Regions from separate parts of the Cricetulus griseus genome. Here region 2 is linked to region 1. A link is a contact called in public Micro-C data. All regions are on one chromosome and are shown on one strand. The core of a region is the stretch at or near the end of the contact, and the rest is flanking DNA. Distances in the headings are between cores, read along the strand shown. Region 1 holds the start of Trnal-uaa (a tRNA gene). Region 2 holds the start of Utrn (utrophin).

Region 1 (5,879 bases), core at 1,904-4,403:
GAGAGCGCCAGCCGGCTCGCACTGGAGTATCCTTTTTAAAAACAAGGAAAGAGAACGGTAGTGTAAGCTTTGTAGGAAAAGCAGAAGCAACAGTGCACGCCGGGACCAGGATGGCCGAGTGGTTAAGGCGTTGGACTTAAGATCCAATGGACGTATGTCTGCGTGGGTTCGAACCCCACTCCTGGTATAAGTGCTAATTTTGTTCTTTTTCCCAAGGTATCAGGTTTTTTAGGCCCAGATCCCTTGAAAAACTAGTATTCTGATTTCCAGTTGGAAAAAAATGCAGTTACAGCCTTGGTTACAGCTGCAAGCCTAGTTTCCACCAGTGAGGTCACCTAGTCTCCGGGGACCTGTGCACGGCAGGGGACTGCAGACCTCGGCCAGCTGCTACCCCTGCCTGGCGGGAGGAGGCCCGTCGCGGCGGGCTGGTTATCAACTAACTTTTTGCAAAAGTACTTTTCCACAGAAGGGAAAAGCAAGTTCACCTCTTTCTCCTCTGTCCCCACCCTCCAGTCCCTTCTTCTCTTTTTTTTCTCTTTCCTTCCTTCCGTCCTTCCTTCCTTCCTTCCTTCTTTTTTTTCTTTTTCTTTTTTTCTTTTTTTTTTTTTTTTTGTCTCCAAAGTTTAACTTGTTACCATGCAACCCTTCCGTTAACTCCGAGAAGGTACCATTGTTCTGAAGACACAGAATTGGAAATATTTTCGTGTTTTTTTTTCCTATTTTCTTCAAAAGTATTTTAATCGAAACAATTTAAGATCTTAAACAGAATTTGTAAGTGCGGCTCAAGGAACTCCCCAGCCTTGAAACTAAGACAGTGATTGAATCCCTCAATACAATCATAAAACTTAGGAGACATTGATCATTAACATTGGTCTTTTATTTTCATTTGATCCTTGGGCCCCACTCAATTATCTAGAGTCGTAGAAATATTCTTTACATCGAAAGCTCCGCTTCAAGATGATATATCTCGTTTTCCAGTCCGGCTCAGAACTCTGTGGAAATGTTATCAGTATATTTACACAGTGCCACCTACTGGTAAATTTAAGGTAAATTTATTTGCTTAGATAATCCTGGTATTTTTGAATAACTGTATTTAGGAGATTAAGGCAATGTTAACCTCCAATGTTAACAGACAGAAAGTTAACCTCCCCCCTTTAAATCTTTAATAAATAATCTTCCATTAAACAGACTCACTCATCACTAAGGTACCTTTTCAGGAGCATTGTTCTAATTCTATGATAAAAGCCTTCTCTGGCTTCATTGATCTTTGTTTCAATTAAACATTTTCTTTTCGTACTTTGAAGATGGTTATGAAGTTAAAGGTACATATATATGCATATATATTTGATTATATATATATATATATATATATATATATTATATATAGTCAAGCATTAAGAGACAGATATTATCATGGTCACTTGCAAGATTCCTACACAAGAAGCTTTTTTAATCCTCCTCAGTAGTAGGTTGGAGCTTGGGGACTTTGATTAGCTTCTTTTGTTTTCCACTTTTAGTCATTTGTTTTATATCTATTCATGCTTGTCTGAACGTATGTAAGAACACTGCCTGGGTGCCTGGTGCCAGTCCAGGAGGAAGCCATGAATCCCACAGAACTGGAAATACAGTTTATAAACTGTCACATAGGCACTAGGAACCAAACCCAGGTCCTCTGTAAGAGCAACAAGTGATCTTAGTTGCTGAACCATCTCTTCAGCTCTATACAGCCTGTTTTTCATTTTTAGGCACAGTTTCAATTAGTCAATGAACAAATCAGGTGCAGGCTATGCACCTCATACACATGCTAATTATTCATATGAAGTAAATTTTAATGCTCCAAGCTCTAAAATTTTTAGTAGCATATTCATAGCACAAAATGATGTATTTCATAACGACATTTTCAAAATTGTGTATCCCATTCCCTTCCTCTTCCCTTATACTGCCCCTTCCACCTTTGGACCCAGCTTCATCTTTTTCCTGCAAATGGCATAATTTTGTTTAGATATGGTTGAATAAAACTCCATTGTGCATGTATACCGAATTTTCAGTATCTACTCATCTACTGTTAAATGCCTAGGCTGGCCCCTCTCCTTAGCTGTTGGGGGAAAATACAGCAGTAAACACGTCTGGAATGTGTCTTTGTGGTTGCTGACCTAGACTTCTCTGGTAAATACCCAGGAGTAGTACACTATATGATAACTCTATTTTTAGGGGTGTGTGTGTGTAGCTTCTATTGTTTATTTCCATAGTACCTGTGACTAATTTACATTCCCACTAGCTGTGTACTAGGTCTGCCACCTCCACTCTGGCCAGAGTGTGTTTGATTTGGGGTGTGTGTGTGTGTGTGTGTGTGTGTGTGTGTGAGAGAGAGAGAGAGAGAGAGAGAGAGAGAGAGAGAGAGAGTCTTTCTATTCAGTCCTGGCTATTCTGAACTTATTATGTAGACCAGCTAGCCTTGAACTATGTGATCTGCCTGTCTTTGCCTCCTGAGTGCTGGAAGCAAAGGCATGGGCCACTATGGCCAGCTTTTGTTTTGTTTTGTTTTGTTTGTTTGTTTGTTTGTGATTTATTAATGGCAGCCTTTCTGACTGGGGTAAAATGGAATCTCAAGATAGTTTAGCTGTAGAGGCAGAAAGCATACATCTATTAATTTTCTATAATTGGACACAAGGCCATTGTGAACCAAGCTGGCTAAACTGAATTTCCATTAACATAAATTTCAGTATTCCTAGACTTTTTATCAGAGTACCCGGAAGGGAATGATTGTTGTCTGCAGCATTTAAAAAAATGATACAAGTGAATGGGCATAGTGGCACACACAAAGTTTAATATCAACACTTGGGGGGCAGAGGCTAGTAGACCTCTGTGAGTTTGAGACTAGCCTCATCTACATAGTGAAGTTTAGGCCAGCCAGGACTAGATAATGAGAGCCTAGTGAAAGAGAAAGAAAGAAAGAAAGAAAGAAAGAAAGAAAGAAAGAAAGGAAGGAAGGAAGGAAAGAAGGACAGGCAGACAGACAGACAGACTGAAATAGAATCATAGGTGATAGACATTAATATTGCTCACAGACTAAAGTCGACATAGAGATGTGTGGAGTGACATCCCAGTGTGAGCAGACTGACTGCCCTGGGCAGTGAGGGTCTGTGACTGGGACACAGGAAATGAATCAGTTGGGATCAGCACTGTCCCCTATCAGTCATCTCTGACCAGGGTCAGCACTGGGTGCTCACCAGCGTGAAATGGGAATCATGAGTAACAGAGCATCTCTAGAATTTTATGTGCACTCACTTTCCATTCACTGAATAAGTGAATGACCTCAAAATCCAATGGAAAAATTCACACCTGATTCTGTACATTGTATCCTTGAGCATTCTCTTTTAGGGTATGTGGTAAAAACGTGCCTTGGATGCATTTTAACCATGTTTACTGTACACACACACACACACACACACACACACACACACACACACACACACACACACGACTGCTGTAAAAGAAGATTCCACACTACAGATCCCTGTGACAGGAGTCCTGCCTGGTCCTAGGTGGCCCATTGCAGAAGTCTCAAGGTCAGTCAGCAGGCAGAGGAAGTACAGGGAAGGTGTGGTTTGCACAGAAAGAAGGGAAGCAGGCTGAGTATTGACTGGTTTAGGTAAAGCCAGCAGTGTGGAACCCCTAAAAACTAGCAAACTGGTCAGGCAGTGGTAGAGCACGTCTTTAATCCCAGCACTCAGGAAGCAGAGGCAGGCCAATCTCTATGAGTTCAAGTCCAGCCGGGTCTACAGAGCCAGTTCCATAACAGGCTCCAAAGTTACACAAAGAAACTCTGTCTTGATAAACAACAACAACAAAAGAATTATCAGACTCTGGAAGGACATCCTGCTCTATGTGGGAGGCCCCAGGCCCCAGAACTTCAGCAATACAAGGAAGAATAAAAAAAGACTTCACACAATATGGGTCAGGCTTTCTGCTATTGCTTTTGTCTTCCCCCTTTCTCCCTTCTAGACTAGCTAGTGCCAAAATTCAGAAGCCCAGGGGGGAAAACCTTCAAGTCACTTATGAGTCATTTCTATCTTGGAAGGTTTTACCATGTGCATGAGCAATTCCAATCTCAAATTTATCTTTGGGGTTAGGCTGTGCTTTGGGCCATTTCATTCATTGCTATCTATAGTGTAGTGAGATTGTCAGTTATCTGAAGAGGTACTATTACCCCCAGACAGGGTCTCACTACTTCCCTGGATAACCTGGAACTAACTTTGTAGGCCAGGTTGGCCTGGAACTCAATGGAGATAATAATTCCTTTGTGTCTGTCTCTCAAGTGCTGGAACTAAAGGTGTGCTCCACCACACCTGATAGAAGGTAACTTTTGTTTTGTTTTTCTGAGACAGGGTTTCTCTGTGTAACAGCCCTAGCTGTCCTGGAACTCACCCAATAGACCAGGCTGGCCTCAAACTCACAGAGATCCACCTGCCTCTGCCTCCTGAATGCTGGGATTAAAGTTGTTTGCCTCCACCGCCTGGGAAAAGGTAATTTTTAAAGTTATATTTTAAAATGGATTATTAAGAAAAAAGATGAGGGGCTGGAGAGATGGCTCAGTGGTTAAGAGAACTTATAGTGGGAAATTACCAATACGGAGTCAGGTAGAAATATAAGGGTATTTAATAGGGAAAAGCCTTATTTACAGAGCAACCTAGCTAGCCGGCGTGGCAGCAGTCTGTACCACAAGTACAAAAGTGAAACCGAAAGAGAAAAACTCAGTCCCCTGAAAGTCTCACTCTACGTCACCCTGACCACGCCCTTGCAAGCGTGGTCAGGCACACCTGTAGCCAGCCCCTAAGTAGGTGTGGCTACAGCTTCCCCTACTAGAACTGGCTGCTCTTCCAGAGGACCCGGGTTCGATTCTTAACACTCACATGGCAGCTCACAACTGTCTGTAACTCCAGTTCCAGGGGATCTGGCATCCTCCCCACATACACGCAGGCAAAACATCAATGCACATAAAATAAAATTTTGAAAAGGAAAAAGATAAACCAGGCCTGGTGAAAGTGTGTAAATCTCATCACTCAGAGGCCTGAGTTACACAGTGAATTCCAGGCCAGCCAGGCTATAGAAAATCATACCCATCTCAAAGAAAAGAAGGCAATAACAACAATAATGAAAAGAGTATTTGCCTGTTGGGGCTGAAGAAATGGCTTAATGGTTAAGAGCACTGGTTTTTCTTCCAGAGGGCATAGGTTCAATTCCTTGAACTCACTTGGTGGCTCACAACCACTTACATAGTTGCTCACAACTGCCCACAACTCCAGTTCCAGGGCACCTGACACCTTTCTACCTGAACTCATGTGCACATACTCCCATACAGATAAACATACCCACACATAATTTAAAACAAATTTAAAAAATATTTGTCTCAAGCTCTGCAATCTCCCCGCTACAGAAGTACACACAGAAGTCTTGCTTTTAACTTCAGTACAGTGACTGTACCTTAATCTAGTGCTTCTCAGCCAACAATTGCAACTCCATAGTGACTGGTCTGCTTCTATAGCAGTAGCCTGGTGAGAGTTCTGCTCCTGGCTCTGTCACTGCTGCTAATGGTAGCTTTACCTAAATCTCTATTATTCTAATTATGACTAAGACTGGAGATTCAAAGGCTGTGGTGAAAACCTGCAAGCTCAGAGAGACTGAGTACCAACTAGCTAACCCTCTCTCTCCTTGCTGGCGTCTATGAAGACAGGTGTTTCCAATTTGCCAAGCTAGAAAAACCCGTGCCACTCCAACCCCCACCCTACTACTTCCTGTGACTCTCTATCTCTCCTGGATGCCCTTTGAGATTCTGATTACTTTCTGTCAACTAGTTGCTAATGCAGCCTCCTGACCCA
Region 2 (5,879 bases), core at 2,056-4,555, 52 kb after region 1:
ATATGCCCCATAGTGACTGACCAGCAGCCACTGTGGGCAGAGGGGTACTCCTGTAGTAGGTCACTGCCTATCCAGCATGCATTACAGGTAGCTTGCTGGATGCAGGTGTGTGAATGGTTACCCATACCTCCTAGAGACCAGTGTCCACAATCTCTCAAAATGAGGGTGCTGTAAAGGGCTCACAATGACTGCTCTTAGGGATATATAGCCCTTTGTAGTCACAGTCTCCTGCCAAATGTGGTTTTCTCACTTGCCAAAGAAAAAGACCAGCTTGAGAACTCTTGGACATTGTGTCAAGCCTTTTTTTCTTTTTTGACCCACAACATAGGTTTGTTCAAATTACCAGGTATCTTCTGTCATCACTGAAGCCGATGGCTCAAATTTGCCATATTGTTGAAGCTGGCCTTGAACTTCTGATCCTCCTGCTTCTGCCTCCAAGGAGGTGGGATGGTGAGTGTCAGCAATGGTCAGTGTGTGGTGCTGTGGATCAAACCTGGGGCTTCCCGAACGCCCAGCAACCATTCTATCAACTGAGCTACATTCCCAATCCCTCCATTATCTTTTCTGAAAAAAAAAAAAACAGAATTATTTCACTTTTATTAATGTGTCTCTGTGCATTTGTGGGAGGGCACTTGTGAAAGCCAGGAGGTTGTATCCCTTAGAGGTTGTGAGTCATCTGATATGGGTTCTGGGAACCAAACCCAGACCCTCAGCAAGAGCAGCAAGCAATTTTAACCACTGAGTTATCTTTCTAGACTCTTCTCCTTATTTTAAAAGGAGGAACTCTAAATTTCTATCAACTCTACCACTGCTACCATCTGGGTAGGAAGTGTCTGTGTGAAGGGTCCACGTGTTGGAGGCTCAGTCCTTAATTGGTAAATCCAGTCAATTACTGAAGGACAGTTGCATTCTGAGGTCTTTGACCTAGAAGAGGGATTAAGTCACTTGGTAGGTGCATGATTCATTGGAGGTGGGGCCTCCTTGGATGCAGTAGGTTACCGGAGTCATGTCTTTGGGGACTGGATCTTGTTCTGGGCCCCTCTGTTTAGGTTTCTGTTTTGTGACAGCCACAGAGTGTGCAGACTCTGGAACATGCTCTGCTGCCATTATGTTCTGCCTTGTCTCAGGTCCAAAGCAATGGATCCAGCTACTCTCAGCCTGAATCCCCTGAAACTGAGAGCTAACACAAATCTCTCCTGTTTAAGTTGTTTAGTCAGTCATTTTGTCACAGTGATAGCAATCTACATAGCACACTTGATCTGATGTCATGAGTCTTGCATATATTTGCTTCCGTGTCTTATCTCACCTACTGAATTCTACATTCTAAAGAACCTTTAGAATTCTTGCCTTAAAAGGGCAAGATCTATGTTGGATTTCTGTGTATCATCCACCCTGGCAGACCCCATACTGATGCTCAATAAAGGAAGGAATGGAGGTAAATGAGAAAGCCATATCAATTTCCAGTTGGTGTTTAGAGTCTATCTGGCTTATATGAAGGGAATCCTCAAAAGTGAAGCTGCTAAATAAGAGACTTAACAAGGAAAACTCTTCCAGGACTTCCTCCTGTCCCAGCCCTCAGTACTTCAAGACCCCAGAGGTTTTCAACTGGTAATTAACACAAGGCAAGTGAGTTATTTTTACTGGCTCATAAATTAACCCTTAAGTATTAAGGAAGCAATAAGCCAGCACTCAGTCATCAGCCATGCTTTCCTCTTTGTTTATACTAGCCGAGGACTTTGGCTGCTATTTTTGTTCCTTCCCCTCCAAGCGTGATCATGAAAACAGTCACAGGAACTCATCAGAATGAAATGTGTAGTAAGAAACAATGCACACATAATACAAAGTTATGTATTCCTAGATATGTTTTGGCTAACCCGGTAAGATTGCAACAAGTTCTGTAAACAATGTATGGTTGCTTGGAAAAATAGAAAGAAAAACAAAAAAGGTTTGACAGATGGTGCTGTTGGTAAAGCCCCTGTCTAGTACTGAAGCCTGAAGACATGAGTTGGATCCCTGTATCCCACATAAAGGTGTAAGGAGGTAACTGTACAAAGTTGTTCTCTGACTTCTGTAGTGCCGTGTCCCCAATCCATGCACCAAGTGCATGAACACACACACACACACACACACACACACACACACACACACACACACAAACACACACAGTAAAAAAATGTAAATGTCAGAACCAGCACTATTTGTGTATATTAATGAAAATATAAGTGCACCTGGAGTTATTTTCACAGCATTTAAACAAGGCTAAGACAATTGCATAAAATAAATATATCCTTGAATTTAGAACCCCAGGCTCAACAACGTCAGTAAACTGAGATGGGATGAATTGGCAAGCAGGTCCAGATTTACCTAAAAAGAAAGAAAAGAAGAAAGAAAGAAAAGACACCTTAACAGAGTGTGCCTAGGGGGGCGTGACACACATTTTTGCACAATTTGAATAAGGGGCACGGTGCGTGCGCCCAAATGCCTATTCCAGCTTCTGGCTCTTAGCACGCACGACTGGTTCCGGATTCCCGCACCGCGCACCTCACCGGGCCAGCTACTGCGGGCTGGGAGGGCGCTTAGGGCTAACGCTGATTGACCGGGCGCGCGGTCAGGTGACCCGAGGCGCCACGTTCTGAGAGCCCGGCCGGCGGTGGCTTCCTAGGCAGGGGCAGGGCCGATCCGGGAGCCGAGAGGGACTGATCTCTCCCGGAACAAAGTTGCTAGGGCCGGGGTGCCGAGGGCGCACGAGCGCCAAGGCGGCGGGAGCGGGAGGCGGCTCCGACCTGCGGGATTCACGGCTCCTGGGCTGGGCTAACCCTGCCGGAGACGCGAGCCCCCTTCCCGGGGTGGCGGGCTGACCAAGCAGCGCCCCACCCTCGCTCTCCAACAAAGGGGCCGGCGGCGGCGGGGGAGGACCGGGAGGAGGAGTCGGATCCGCGAGCTGCTCTCGCGCACAAAGTTGTGGAGTCGCCCTTCCCCGGAGGAGGGGAGCCGGCAGCGCCGGGCGCGGGATTTCTCCCGCCCAGGGCCAAGGAGGAGCCGCGGGTTCCCTCAGCCGATCAGGCGACCTCGGCGAGTGGTGCCCCTTTTCTTTCGAGTCATTCCTGCAAACGGAAAACTCCAGCGCGCGCCTGCCCCTGGCTAGCGTTTGGACTGTTTTGTTTTTGGCGGAACTACAGGGCAGGAAGATTGCACAAGTCAGGGGGCGTTTCCAATCGGGTGTCAAGCTCTTTTCTTTCTTTTTTTTTCTTCTTCTTCTTCCCCCCCTCCCCCTTTTTCGGATCTTGTCTGACTTTCCACGTTTCATTAAAAAAAAAAAAAAGAAAAGAAAAAGCAAAACCAAAATCCTCGCATCGCCCAACGTAGGCTCCCGCACACCAGGCTTCCTGAGACCCGAACACGCCCAGAGAAGCCCTTGGGCCTCAGGGACTTGGCGAGCAGGTAAGCCCATGCATTATTGAAGCTCCGGGCTGTGTAATGTGACCGCAGTCCCCGAGGGAACCGGGCGGGGGCTGAGAGGAGGTGGGACCTTTCTGCGGTTCCTCCACCCGGTCCAGAAATAGCAGGCTGGCCAACTTCTGCACTTTCCCTGGGAGCTCAGCGCCCCCATCCTGGGCGGGAGGGAGCTGGGATGAGAAGGTGGGAATCTACTTGTCGCCAAGGTCTCAAATTTCTCGGGCTGGTTCAGTGCTGTCCGTCTTGTCCCTTCCTGAGGAGAGAGGGTGTCTTCAGTTCGTTCATCGTCCTGAGCGGGCGAGCAGGGCTAGTAGTCTACAAGAGGGTACGTGGCCTCTTCAAGAGAGCCTGTCACACACCTCAGATTCCGGGAAGGCGGGGCCCGGGCGGTGTCTCGGAGGAGAGGGTGGGGAGGGCGGTTGTGCGGTCAGTGGCTTGGGGAGCGCTTCCCTGCCGGCCTCCAGGCTGGGGGCGTGCTCGACCTCTGTGTGGTTGCTATTCCCGAGGGTGGGGCCCCAGTGTGGCGAGATCGCCAGCTCCCTGCAAGCAGCTCTGGAGAGGCTGACGGGGATAGGGGGATACCTCATTGGTGCACAGTCCCGGTCGCCTGCTTTTCCGGACTCTTGGCATCCCTTAACTGCAACTGACAAGGTAATTCATGCCCCCTTTTGGCCTGGGTCTGAGGCTCTCTGCTTGCCCAAGGCCACTTACAAAACCAACAAAGAACTAATTGTGAGCTGTGCAACTTTTAGAAGGCACATTGTTCAGAGACTTTTCAAGTCCCTAGATTCCGACCGTGTGGCGTTCCAGGGTTATTTTCAAGGGGAGGAGAAAACGTGTGTGACCCCTGAGAGCCAGGGACCTGGCCTTTTTGAACCCTCAAATTAGAGCTCCTGGGTGTAATTCCGGGCTGCACTTTCTGGAGTGTCCCCGAGGGAGCATCCTTTATCCTCCTAGCCTCCAGATCACCTGGGTCACCACTATCTAGAGAGGTGGGCTCTCCAAGAGTTGCTTGGGAGGGTGCGCCTTGGCCAGAGTGCACGAATTCCAGACGAGAAGGCATCTCCTGGATGGCGAGGCAGCAGCAGCATCCATTCGGTTTGAACTTGTCCTGGGCCTCTGAAGTCAGGCTGGACTCTCGGTGGCTGGCTGCTGGTGGGCGCCGGGGACGCAGCCTACGGGTAGCATTGGGGCCTTCGTGAGCTGGAGGAATTCGAAGCTCGTGGGTCGTTCAGCCTGAGGATATCAGGCGGTGAGGGCGAGGGCCATTCGCGCTGAAGCCACCCCCCCCCCCCGTCCCTTTCACCAGCATTTATGAGACCTTCGAGATAGCGCTTTAACTCTCCTTTGGGTGTTTATCCAAAATTTATTGCGCCTGTAAACAGCATTAATCACAGTGGTATTAACCTTCCCTGGAGCGCTTCCTAGTGTGAATGGCAGTTCTTGGCACTCAGCGGTTTCCTTTACAAGTGGAATGGCAAACTTGTTCCTCCGCTTCCCTCACCACTCTCTCCAGCATTCCTAGCTTTTCGTTACTAGTGAGTGAATAGTTTTTGCAAGATTTAACAGCTTTCCGTCACAGCTGCACATGGTTGAATATTCTTTTATAATGACACTTTTTGAATGTTGTATGTTCTTGAACTTTTGCCTCTAAAGCCGCCATTTCTGGCGTTCTGGTCTGTGTAACAAACAGAGAAGCATCAACCCTGAAGGAGAAACTGGTGCATGTAGGTGGGTGGGTGGGTTTCAGTGCGAGAACCTTTCTCTAAACTTCACCACTGTCATTTAGAGGGAGGAGACCTGGCAGCAATTGTGTAGGGTTCCTTGCACAACCTCGAGGTCATTCACCTCTAGTTTCTCCCTTATATGTGTGGAGTGTGGCTCCTTCCATTCCATAGGTGTGCAAGCCGAGCCTCTTTGGGGCCCATTGCTGTTAAGGAAGCTTCGTTTCTGTTCCCACAGCTAATTATCGTAGCATTTTATTTATGTATTTTGAGACAGCTCTCATTATGTGGCCCAGACTGGCCTTGAGCTTGCTTCAGCCTCCAAAGTAGCTTGAGCCATGGGTGTTGTATCACCACGGCTGGCTTGCACTTGGTAGTTTGGAAGGAAGTATTCTTAAACTTTCTTACTGAAATTGGAACTCCTGGGACATTAATGGCAACAAGAGTTAGTGGCTGTTAAATGTTTAAATGATCTTCTGTTAGTGTCTTTCCTCGTCATTCTTTTTGTTGTTTTTGTTTTTTTTGTTTGTTTGTTTTTCTGAGACAGGGTTTCGCTGTAGGTTTTGGAGACTGTCCTGGAACTCTCTTTGAAGACCAGACTGGCCTCGAACTCTCGGATATCCCCTGCCTCTGCCTCCCGAGTGCTGGGATTAAAGGCGTGGGCTACCACCGCCCAGCTGTCTTCATTCTTTTCTAGTT

Evidence for each region. Hi-C and Micro-C count contacts between places; a contact is called where the count stands out from the background.
Region 2: a Micro-C map of the CHO-K1 cell line shows a contact between it and region 1, with 2.4 times the contacts expected there. The contact joins the promoter of Utrn here to the enhancer-like site in region 1. A contact is called at or near these places in 3 of 8 Hi-C or Micro-C datasets (the CHO-K1 cell line and fibroblasts).

Annotation. Positions count from the first base shown.
Region 1 is chr2:275,950,003-275,955,881 of CriGri-PICRH-1.0, forward strand. Trnal-uaa (a tRNA gene) reads left to right here and starts at 105; the gene lies at 105-187. Within about 2 kb of position 3,154, at least 1 of the 6 cell types and tissues checked has open chromatin away from gene starts, as enhancers often do. A contact at or near this core is called in the CHO-K1 cell line, where this site is marked.
Region 2 is chr2:276,001,497-276,007,375 of CriGri-PICRH-1.0, forward strand. It overlaps Utrn (utrophin), which reads left to right and starts at 3,306. Exons shown (of 74, transcript XM_027402014.2): 1 at 3,306-3,441. LOC118238364 (vegetative cell wall protein gp1-like) reads right to left here and starts at 3,918. Exons shown (of 4, transcript XM_035440387.1): 1 at 2,229-3,918; 2 at 344-564. The coding sequence starts at 3,451. The coding sequence ends at 2,609.